Regions from separate parts of the Gossypium hirsutum genome. Here all the other regions are linked to region 1. The links are chromatin contacts, called in public Hi-C maps. All regions are on one chromosome and are shown on one strand. The core of a region is the stretch at or near the end of the contact, and the rest is flanking DNA. Distances in the headings are between cores, read along the strand shown. Region 1 holds the start of LOC107888562 (probable ubiquitin conjugation factor E4). Region 2 holds the start of LOC107888558 (EID1-like F-box protein 2). Region 3 holds the start of LOC121206609 (cyclic nucleotide-gated ion channel 2).

What was found. Hi-C and Micro-C count contacts between places; a contact is called where the count stands out from the background.
Region 2: a contact with region 1 is called in a Hi-C map of leaf, with 2.0 times the contacts expected there. The contact joins the promoter of LOC107888558 here to the promoter of LOC107888562 in region 1. A contact is called at or near these places in 4 of 34 Hi-C or Micro-C datasets (hypocotyl, leaf and petal).
Region 3: a Hi-C map of leaf shows a contact between it and region 1, with 1.5 times the contacts expected there. The contact joins the promoter of LOC121206609 here to the promoter of LOC107888562 in region 1. A contact is called at or near these places in 6 of 34 Hi-C or Micro-C datasets (hypocotyl, leaf and petal).

What each region holds. Positions count from the first base shown.
Region 1 is chrA09:3,001,778-3,004,977 of Gossypium_hirsutum_v2.1, reverse strand. LOC107888562 (probable ubiquitin conjugation factor E4) reads left to right here and starts at 1,642. Exons shown (of 16, transcript XM_016812715.2): 1 at 1,642-2,897. The coding sequence starts at 2,020.
Region 2 is chrA09:2,756,250-2,759,449 of Gossypium_hirsutum_v2.1, reverse strand. LOC107888558 (EID1-like F-box protein 2) reads left to right here and starts at 1,711. Exons shown (of 2, transcript XM_016812712.2): 1 at 1,711-2,104; 2 at 2,582-3,200. The coding sequence starts at 2,631. LOC121206743 reads left to right here. Exons shown (of 1, transcript XM_041077825.1): 1 at 1-680. The coding sequence ends at 680.
Region 3 is chrA09:2,825,233-2,828,432 of Gossypium_hirsutum_v2.1, reverse strand. LOC121206609 (cyclic nucleotide-gated ion channel 2) reads right to left here and starts at 1,441. Exons shown (of 7, transcript XM_041077630.1): 1 at 425-1,441. The coding sequence starts at 1,051.

The DNA.
Region 1 (3,200 bases), core at 393-2,892:
GTCATCAAACATGCAAACCGAGCCTACCTTAGGCTATATCTTTCTTTCCCTCCTCTTATTTTTAAAGTACTTTACAAACCGAAACGTAAATTTGCTCTTCAACTGAAAATATGAGAGAAAACCTACCAAATTAAAGTTTTCTTAGAAGTGGCTTGAAGGGAAGCATTCTAAGGATAATCTTGAAGTCATTCCTGATATTGAAGCTCAACCTGTAGATGCAGTGCTTATACTAGTTGGCACTGAAATTGATACTCTTAGGCAACTGTCAACCATTGAACAAAGGATGCTACAACATTTGGATGTTGAAATAGCCTCTCAAGAACATATCATTCCACAACTTCAAGCCAACGTACATGGTGCTAAGCCTTGATGAATGATCTACTAGCCAAGCAACTCTAACAACACTTTGGCAAACTTACTGAACAAAAAAAAGGGAGTAGGATGAGTTGGGTAGACTACTGTTATTTCTTTAATGATTTTCAATTTTCAAATCTTTTTGAAGTTGGGAACTTTGAACTCAATTTTAAATAGGTTGGTTGTTATATTTTTATATCCTTTTTCGATTATGCTCACTTATATAAAATTTCTAGTATTTTAATTATTAATGCCATCATCCTCTTTAATGACATTAATATTGATTAATTTGTTTGATTATGTACGTTTTAAGTTTGATTAATTAAGGGAAAGTTACTTAGGCAAACATTTGTATCTCTTGTTGAATATGTTTTCTTATTATGGTTTTGTTCAAAAAAAATTGTCAAAAGGAGAGATTGTTGAGGTAGTTTTTGAGCAGTTCTTAGTGATCAGTAGTATTGCTCAACTCAGAAACTTGTCATGTTTAAGTTGACAAATTTTGACAATAAAAATTATTTGGCTTTGAATCTTTCTGATACTTTGAATTTGTTATAACAACATATCCCGAGGATTTGTTTGGATTGGATAAACACAATCAACTTCCCAAGTTTGGTGGGATTGGATTGGATGGGTTAAAACTTGGAAGCATATATTGGAGATTCAAGATTCATCCCAAGCACATTAGAGATATTTTTTATGCTTGTTGTCTTGCTAGTTTTAGTGGAAGATTGATTGTAATTGATATAGTATATTAGCAAGTCTCACTTCTTTATAAATTGAAGAGACTTGCAATTGTACTGATATGAGAACACTTATTATTGTTCATCATGGAACATTTCTCGCGAGTGCATTAAGTACAAAATCAAATGAGTTGTATGAGAAAAACTTAGAAGAGAATTATTTAAATCCTAGGTATAGTAGATTATCTTTCTAAACAACGCTTAGCAGATTTAGAGAAATTAAACTCTGTGAACATTTATTTTTCTACTTTGTTCATTCTCAATTCTAAAAACAGTTGACTTTAGTCTCAAACACTATTTTAGACGTTACACAAGTTTGTTTTCAAATACAAATTTAATTAATTTCAAATTTAATAATAATATTAAAATTTAAGCAATTCTTAATATTTTATTAAAAGATTATATTAATATTTTGATAATTATAATATATTTAATAGTACAAAATATTAATATTTTAATAATATAAATATTATCCTTAGCTTTGATTCCAAATAATACAATGCAAAATAAAATTTAAGTAGATATTATTTATTATTAAATAAATTAATTTTGGTAGTAAAAAAAAATCTGAAAATATTTGTAAGTATACTTGCGATAAACGAAAGAAAGAGGAGAGTTTACGAGATTCCAGAGAAACAAAAAAGTTGAACGTGGCAGTATCATAGTGAATCAACAAGCTAATCAACGGCCACAAAGAGACTTTGGAGAAAAACAGAACCAAGTTCGAGAGCAACTCAATCAGCTTTTTCCTACAATCTTCATGAAACCTATTTCTCAATTTTTATTTCTCTGTTTTCCTCCATAGTTTTCTTCAAAGCCTAATTATTCTTCTCTCTCCGGAATATAGAGAGAACCCTGTTTGTTTCTCAGGAAAAAAAAGAAGGGAAAAAACCAAGTTTTTATCCCCTTTTTTTTCTTCGAAACTATGGCTACGCAAAAACCCCAAAGAACCCCAGAAGAAATAGAAGATATAATCCTAAGGAAGATCTTCCTTGTAACCCTTAAAGAGAACCCATCATCTTCTTCTTCTGATTCAAGGGTTGTTTACCTAGAGATGACCGCAGCTGAGATCTTAAGTGAAGGCAAAAGTCTTTTACTTTCACGTGATCTAATGGAAAGGGTTTTAATTGATCGTCTGTCTGGTGAATTCCCTAATTCAGAACCCCCTTTTAATTATCTCATTGGTTGTTACAAGCGAGCTCATGAAGAAATCAAGAAGATTTCCAACATGAAAGACAAGACGCTGCGTTCTGAGATGGAATCTGCTGCTAAACAGGCTAAGAAGTTGGCTGTTTCATATGCTAGGATTCATCTGGGAAATCCTGATTTGTTTTCTAATGGGAATTTAAAAGATAGTAACCCCAAAGCCGGTTCTTCTTTGTCTTCCAGTTCCCCTTTGCTTCCCTTAGTTTTTGCTGAAGTTTCAAGTGGACTAATGCTTGATGGGTTTGGAGGGAATGATTTAGGAAGTGGGGTGGATTGTCCACCTGGGTTTTTGGACGACTTCTTTAAGGATTCAGATTTTGATACTTTGGATCCTATCTTAAAAGGTTTGTATGAGGATTTAAGAGGGAGTGTTTTGAAAGTTTCAGCTTTGGGAAATTTTCAGCAACCTTTGAGGGCTTTGTTGTATTTGGTTAAGTTCCCTGTTGGTGCTAAGAGCTTGGTTAATCATCCATGGTGGATTCCTAAAGGAGTTTACTTGAATGGACGTGTCATCGAAATGACTAGCATTTTGGGCCCCTTTTTCCATGTTAGTGCTCTGCCTGATCATACCATTTTCAAGAGCCAGCCTGATGTTGGGTGAGTTTGGATGTTGATTTTTGCGTTAGCTTGTTGTGTTAATTGAGAACGAGTATTACCTTATTATGTTTATATACATAACTATTATTTTTAATCTGGTTCTATATAAGTAGTTGTTGGAAACATAGCTGGCTTTGTAGAATGCACTTTTGCTTTGCACATTGGATTGAATGATTGAACTCTTTGGGTGTCAAATGAATGTTTAGTAAGTACATTTCACTAGGGTAACTGATCTTAGGCCAGTTAGTGTTAAGAAGCATTTATATCAGGGTTTCTCATCTGAGCAAGCATTGAGGCCAGTGC
Region 2 (3,200 bases), core at 462-2,961, 250 kb after region 1:
TGAAACCGAAAAATCAGGCCGAAAGAAAGAGTGGAATCGATGATATGAAGACGGGAAAAAGGAATGTAATAAAGGAACTTGCAGCATCACAAAAAGCTTCTTTAACGGGAGCTACGAGCCTTATTACAAGACAGTACAGGAATTTGAAAGTTGTACCTAAGCAGAAGGATCGGTACAAGGTCGAAAATGGCGAAACCGAGCAACTTCTCGATGAACACGACACGCTCCAGGAGAAAACCTTGTATGTTATCAAGTTGGAGACAGAAAATATGATGTTGGAATCCGATAAAAACGAAAATTGTGCTGCTGAATTGTCTCCACCTATTGTAGATGAATCCGGATATGCTGTGACCAAAGTTGATCATGACTCTGTCACTGAATACGGTGAAGATAAAACTGTAAATACGGAAGCTGCGGACAATTCGGGCAATAATGGTCCGTTGCGTCTCAAGTCCGGTCGAGGAAGAGAAACCGATGGTGACACAAATGACATTGTTTCAAGACACAAAGATGTGCAGGGGAAGATAGATGGAAAGAGTTTATTCAATAATGTGATCAAAGAAACCGCGAATAAACTTGTCGAAACCCGGAAAAATAAAGTTATGGACATAGTTGGTGCATTCGAAACCGCAATTTCTCTTCAAGACTCGAAACCGTTATCGAATGTTGCCAGTTGGTGAGCTAAGGATGAACTTAAACAATCGATTTATAGTATGATATTAAGAGAATAAATTGGTTATGGAGCTTTGGTCTGATTTTTACCATCTTTGGAAATGGTTCATCTTGTATCATAGAGTTATATGAAGGGTTTGCTTTTGTTTTGGAATTTATGCTATGTTGTGTATCATAAGTAAATAAAATAATACTAGAAGTCAAAATTTTTGTATAAAAGAGTCGAGATAAAATTATAAAATTTTGGAGGGAATAATACTAAAAATTTATGTTTAAAAAGTTTAGATTTAATAATTAACTTTCACAGTCTAAAAATGCAATTATTCCATTTAATAAAAGTTTAACAATTTTTTTTTAATGTTTTAACTTATGGAAAGGACTAAAATAAAATGTTCCCGTCTAGCCAAAGCCCCTTTTTGTTTCTCTCTAACAATGTCCTTGAATCTAATAATTTTTTTGGCATATTTAAAAAAAATGACGTTACGGTAAATCTAAATTTAATAAAATGATTTTAACAGTTTTAATAGATCTCAAATTTTGAAATCTGAAAAATAAATAGTCTAAAATTTTAAAGTAATACTACATGGATTAAATTCAAAAATTATGAATAGTATAAGGACTGATGGCATATTTTAATCAAATAAGTTTATGTTTTAAAAAATAAATTAAGAAAAAATCAATAAAAATAAGAAAAACAAACAAGTTCTTGAGGTTGAGAAAATGGAGAAATGGAACAGCCAATGAGAAGGTGCCACCGAAGCTAAAAAGATCAACTAAAATCCCAAAAAATTCGTTTCGCCGAGAGGGCTTTAGAATCTTTTTATACAGTATATTACTTTGTCATTTTACCGCTTTAGGTCCCGACAACTAACTGTAAAAAAACTAAAATCTCGGAACACTACAATTTTCCATCCCTTAAAGCACTTCCAATGATTCAATGCCACGTAATAAAAAGCACTCCAGCTAAAAATATTTTACATTTCAATAGATTGTACGTGGACTGATTTAATTGGTCGTTGATGCATGAAGGAATATGTTAATTCTATGATTAAATTTTCTAAAAATATCTTCAAGTATTTTCCCCTTCGGTTCTTTCTCCTAGATTCAACACTAAAAGCAGCCCTTCTTTTTGCTTCCTCTTCATTTCCCTTTCTTTGCCATTTGATTTCTTTGGGAGACTACTTTTTTTTCTTTTAATTTTATATAAATACCCTTTTTTTTCAATCATTGATTGAAACCCATTTTGAATTTCTCAATTAATTTTTCTTTTCAAAAAAATCTTGTTTATTGATTCAATTTTTTGTGTTGGTTTTTTTTTAGTATATGCTGAAAACCCTAATTTATTTTCTTCCTTTATTTTTTCCTGCAGATTTTGGTCTATATGTAAAGTTCCAAAGTCTATACTAAAGAGGAAGCTTCGTTCAATTTAAAAGTGAGAGAAAGAGCTTTGCCTTTGATCTTGCATTTTTTTTTCTTTTTACATTTTTGCTTTTAATGGTGTTTTTTTTTTCCCTTCAATTTAAATTGTGGATTTTGGAGAATTTAGTGAAGAATTGAGATGGGTTTTGTTTGGTTTTAGTGATTTGAGCTCAATTAGTACATTGGCTTTCATATTGAAGTGTCTTCCTTTTAGATCTTACTTTAGTAAGTTAAATGGCATGCATTGTTGTATTAAATCTTAAGAATCTAAGTTAAGTTCTTTCATTAAGATATGCAAACATTTGTAAAGGTAGTTATTGATAAAGTTTGTTTATGGAATATGAAGATTTTTGAAGTTGAAATGGAAATTTTAGTGTAATAATGATGGTTATTATAGCTTATTCCGAGCTTTCTTGTTCTCGAAATGGATGTTCTGAGGTACTAAAATGTTGCGGTTAACAATGATGTCTTGTTGGTTTGTACAAAACAGGACATATGATCATTGTTTCTTTTGCACGTATCAAGTGGGGGACGATACAATGATTATAACGAAGCAGTATCATTGCGTACACTCGTCTAGTTGTCAATGCACGAAAGGGCATCTAAGTGAAGATGTGATTTTTCTAGTGTTTCAACAATTGAATTGGAATCCCAAGTTGATCGCCGCTCTTTCGTGTGTATGCAAATGGTTCGATGATCTTGCTAAGAGAGTATTATGGAAGGAGTTTTGCAAAACAAGGGCCCGAAAAATGATGCTTGATCTGCAATCTTGTGGAAGTCACAGTGTTGATGGGAACTGGAGAGCACTCGGAAAGTTGCTTATTTATTGCTCGGGATGTAGTGGTGGTCGATTGTTCAATAGTATTCAAATCCCAGGTCATTTTGTTTATAGGACTAGGTTCTCAAGGACATCGGGGAAGAGTTTCCTTTTACCACAATGCAGAACGGATGTTTTATATGTGTCCGACCCTTGTGAACATCTCGACCAAGGGGATGATGGGGATGTGGGATTTTTCCGAGGTGTGTTCAAGTCATTCATGGTTTCAAAGGTTCGGAGGATGTTGATCGACAGGGGTGCCCAGCTTCATCCAACAGCGGTGTGCCCCTAT
Region 3 (3,200 bases), core at 192-2,691, 180 kb after region 1:
TTTTTAATTTTAAAATATCATTTAATAAAAGTTAAATTTAAATTTTAAAATATAAAAATTAGGTACAAGGATTAAATTCTGAATTTTCAAAAAAAAAAACTTATGTCGTATTTTAATCAAAATTTTAATGAAAAACAAAATCAAATTATAATTATATTTTTGGATGAAATTGTTGAAAAATCCAAAAGAAGCCGTGAGGTCAGACGTGGGTTTTATAGGAAATAAATTTTGGTTATCGTGCACTGCTCTGATTTGAAAAAAAAAAAGGAACAAAAATCGAATTAGGCATCTTTTTTATTAATTAATTTTCAGAAAATTAAAAAAAATTATATATTTTAAAGTTAATTGATATGTAATATTAATTTTTACATTATAACAAAATGAAAATTAATTATAAATTAAATAAGGGGTAAGAAAAAGGAACCTGAGGAACCGGCAGAATCACAAAGACATCAAACCAGAAACCTTTGAGGGAACGAACGTAATGAGAAGCGATGGCACGTGCGTCCCACACGAGTTTACCACAACCGACGACCAGCGACTCCCTGGACACGTACGCCAGTCTGAACTGAAGCCAAAGATGGAACAAATGCACGGCGTCCACACACGTGCGAAGGACGGTTACGATGGCAGCGAGGCCACCATCCATGTACAAGCACGGCGACCCACCTCTTCCTATGGATAAAGCATAGAAAAACAAAGGATCAATGGCTAAAGCCATTGCACGAGCCAATAAGAAAGCCCGGTTCCAGTTTTGCACTCGCTTGGTCCTAGGATCAAGCACCCGACCGAACGGACCAGAAGGTCGCCGAGTATTAGGCGCGGCAGGCTGTTGAGTCTTCTTCTGTTTGGCGGCCGTACGAGCTTGAATTGGAACGAGGGAAGAACCGGCGGAGGCTTCCCATTCCGGTGGGTGAGCTTGGTCACAGCTGGTGGAGTGAAAAACTGGAACACCGACTTGAGTACAAGCGTAACATTCTACGGTGTAGGAAATTGGGTTTTCTTCATTGGTTTCGCCGCTAACACTACCATTATCAGATCTCTCTGGCATTGAGTTTGGAAGTTGAAAAAGTCCAAACCACCTGTGACAAGAACAACACAATTATAACGAAACCATTTTAGATTTTGATTTCAAAGAGAGATGAAAACTTGGAAAGAGTGAAACCTTGATAGGGAGAAGTTGGACTGAGAAGGCATGGTGAGAAAAGTGGAACCATGGGAGAGAAAGGAATTGGGCGAATGGAAGGAAAAGGAAGGAAGGAGGAATAGAAAAAGAGGGGTTGTTTGGGAAGGATGGGAGTTTTTGGAGGGATTAATAATGAGAGGGCTTTTGGGTGTCAGGTAGCACATGAAGAAAGAAGCCAAAACCAGGCACGGAACATGAAGGGTGTGTGTGATCAGAATGCGAGTCCGTGGTGGGCTTCGTTCCACCCCCTCACGCCTCAACCATTGGGTCCACACCCATGCCCCATGACTCTAAAATAAACGTGACTTCGATCAACCATAACCACACCCTTGCCACTTGTCAATATCCAATTTAAACCTCATTTTTAACCCAATAATCTCGCTTGTTACTGCGGTAAAAATATTATGGTAACTCGAAGTTAAATGGATAAAATTATCATAAAAGTCTTTACATTAAGAGTCAAATTGTATTTTGCTCGTTTACTTAGAAAAATGGATAAATTAGTCCTTATACGTTAGATTAAAGAGCAAAATCGGTATGTAAAATTTCATTCATTTATACTATTAAAAATTAGCATTGTTGATAAAATAATTAGAATTACACATGCCATTTTAATGTTCAAGGGACTAGTTTTAACATTGGAAATGGATAAAACTTTTAACAGAAATATCAGTTTGCTTTCAAATCTAACGTGGAAAAACTAATTTACCCCATTTTTTCAGTAAAGAAAGCAAAATACAATCAAACTCTTAGTACAAAGACTTCTATAGTACTTTTATCAAGTTAAATTGCATTTAGACTTCTCTACTTAAAAAATGGGTAAATTAATTCCTCCACGTAAGATTAAAGAGCAAATTGATCATTCTATTAAAAGTTTTATCTATTTCTACTATTAAAAATTGGTCTCAGTACTATTGACTCGTGACCAGTATCTACCCCCTTAATGGGCATACAGAATGCAAAGGATTAGTTATTGGGCTCGCTTCAATAAATACCTTAAGAAATAATTAAAAAAAAAATTGGTCTTAGTACTTTGGCACGCTCCATGTAACTATTTAATCATTTTATCAGCAATATCAGTTTTTTATTAATAGAAATGGATAAAAATTTCAACTGAAATTACCAGTTTAATATTTAAACGAGTAAAAATGGGTTAATTTGTCTATTTATTTTAGTAGTAAAAAAAACAATATATAATCTAATTTCTAATGCAGAAATCACTACTTATCACAAGGAACAGTCCCTTCCTTTTGCTTATTTATATATACTAGACATATTTTCTTTAAACAGTTATCTCATGCAGTGACTTTTTGTTGTATGATGATAATGTAATTCCAACTTTGTAACAAAATAAAAATTAATAATAATGGACGATAACTTGTTGTATGAAGTTCATTAGAGTCTTAGATGGGTGGAAAAAAAGAAAAATGGTCCCAACCTAAGGACAATAGTCCATATGGCACATGGTGGGTCTATTGTTTGAGAACGAGCAAGATAAATGAGGAATGATAATAGAACGTACGTGGTTGGAGATTGCCTTACTTTTTTGTATTATTTTTGTATAATTGTATTCATTGTTATGGATGTATTTGTATTATACAATTACTCTACACTCTTCTATCTCACGCATAATCATAAATTCTTATTATATCTACTCTTTTTTAATAAAATATTTACACATACTCATAGTTACTCTCAATCTCTTAAATAGAAAAATAATACGTTTCACCACACTCAAAATCACATCCTCTTGCACTGGCAATAATGTTACTACCAATCGAGCTAAGACTTAATTGACTATAAGTATATATTTTTATTATAGAATATCTCCATTCACTCACATCGTAGGTGTGATAAAATTTATTATGTATAATTTATTTATAAACATAAATTTTCAAATATATAATTTATTAGTATATCTTTAATAAAAACATGTGTAATATATTTGCATATATAATATATATACTATTAATAAGTTTAAATTTTTAAGATAATATTATTGAGAGAAACAATT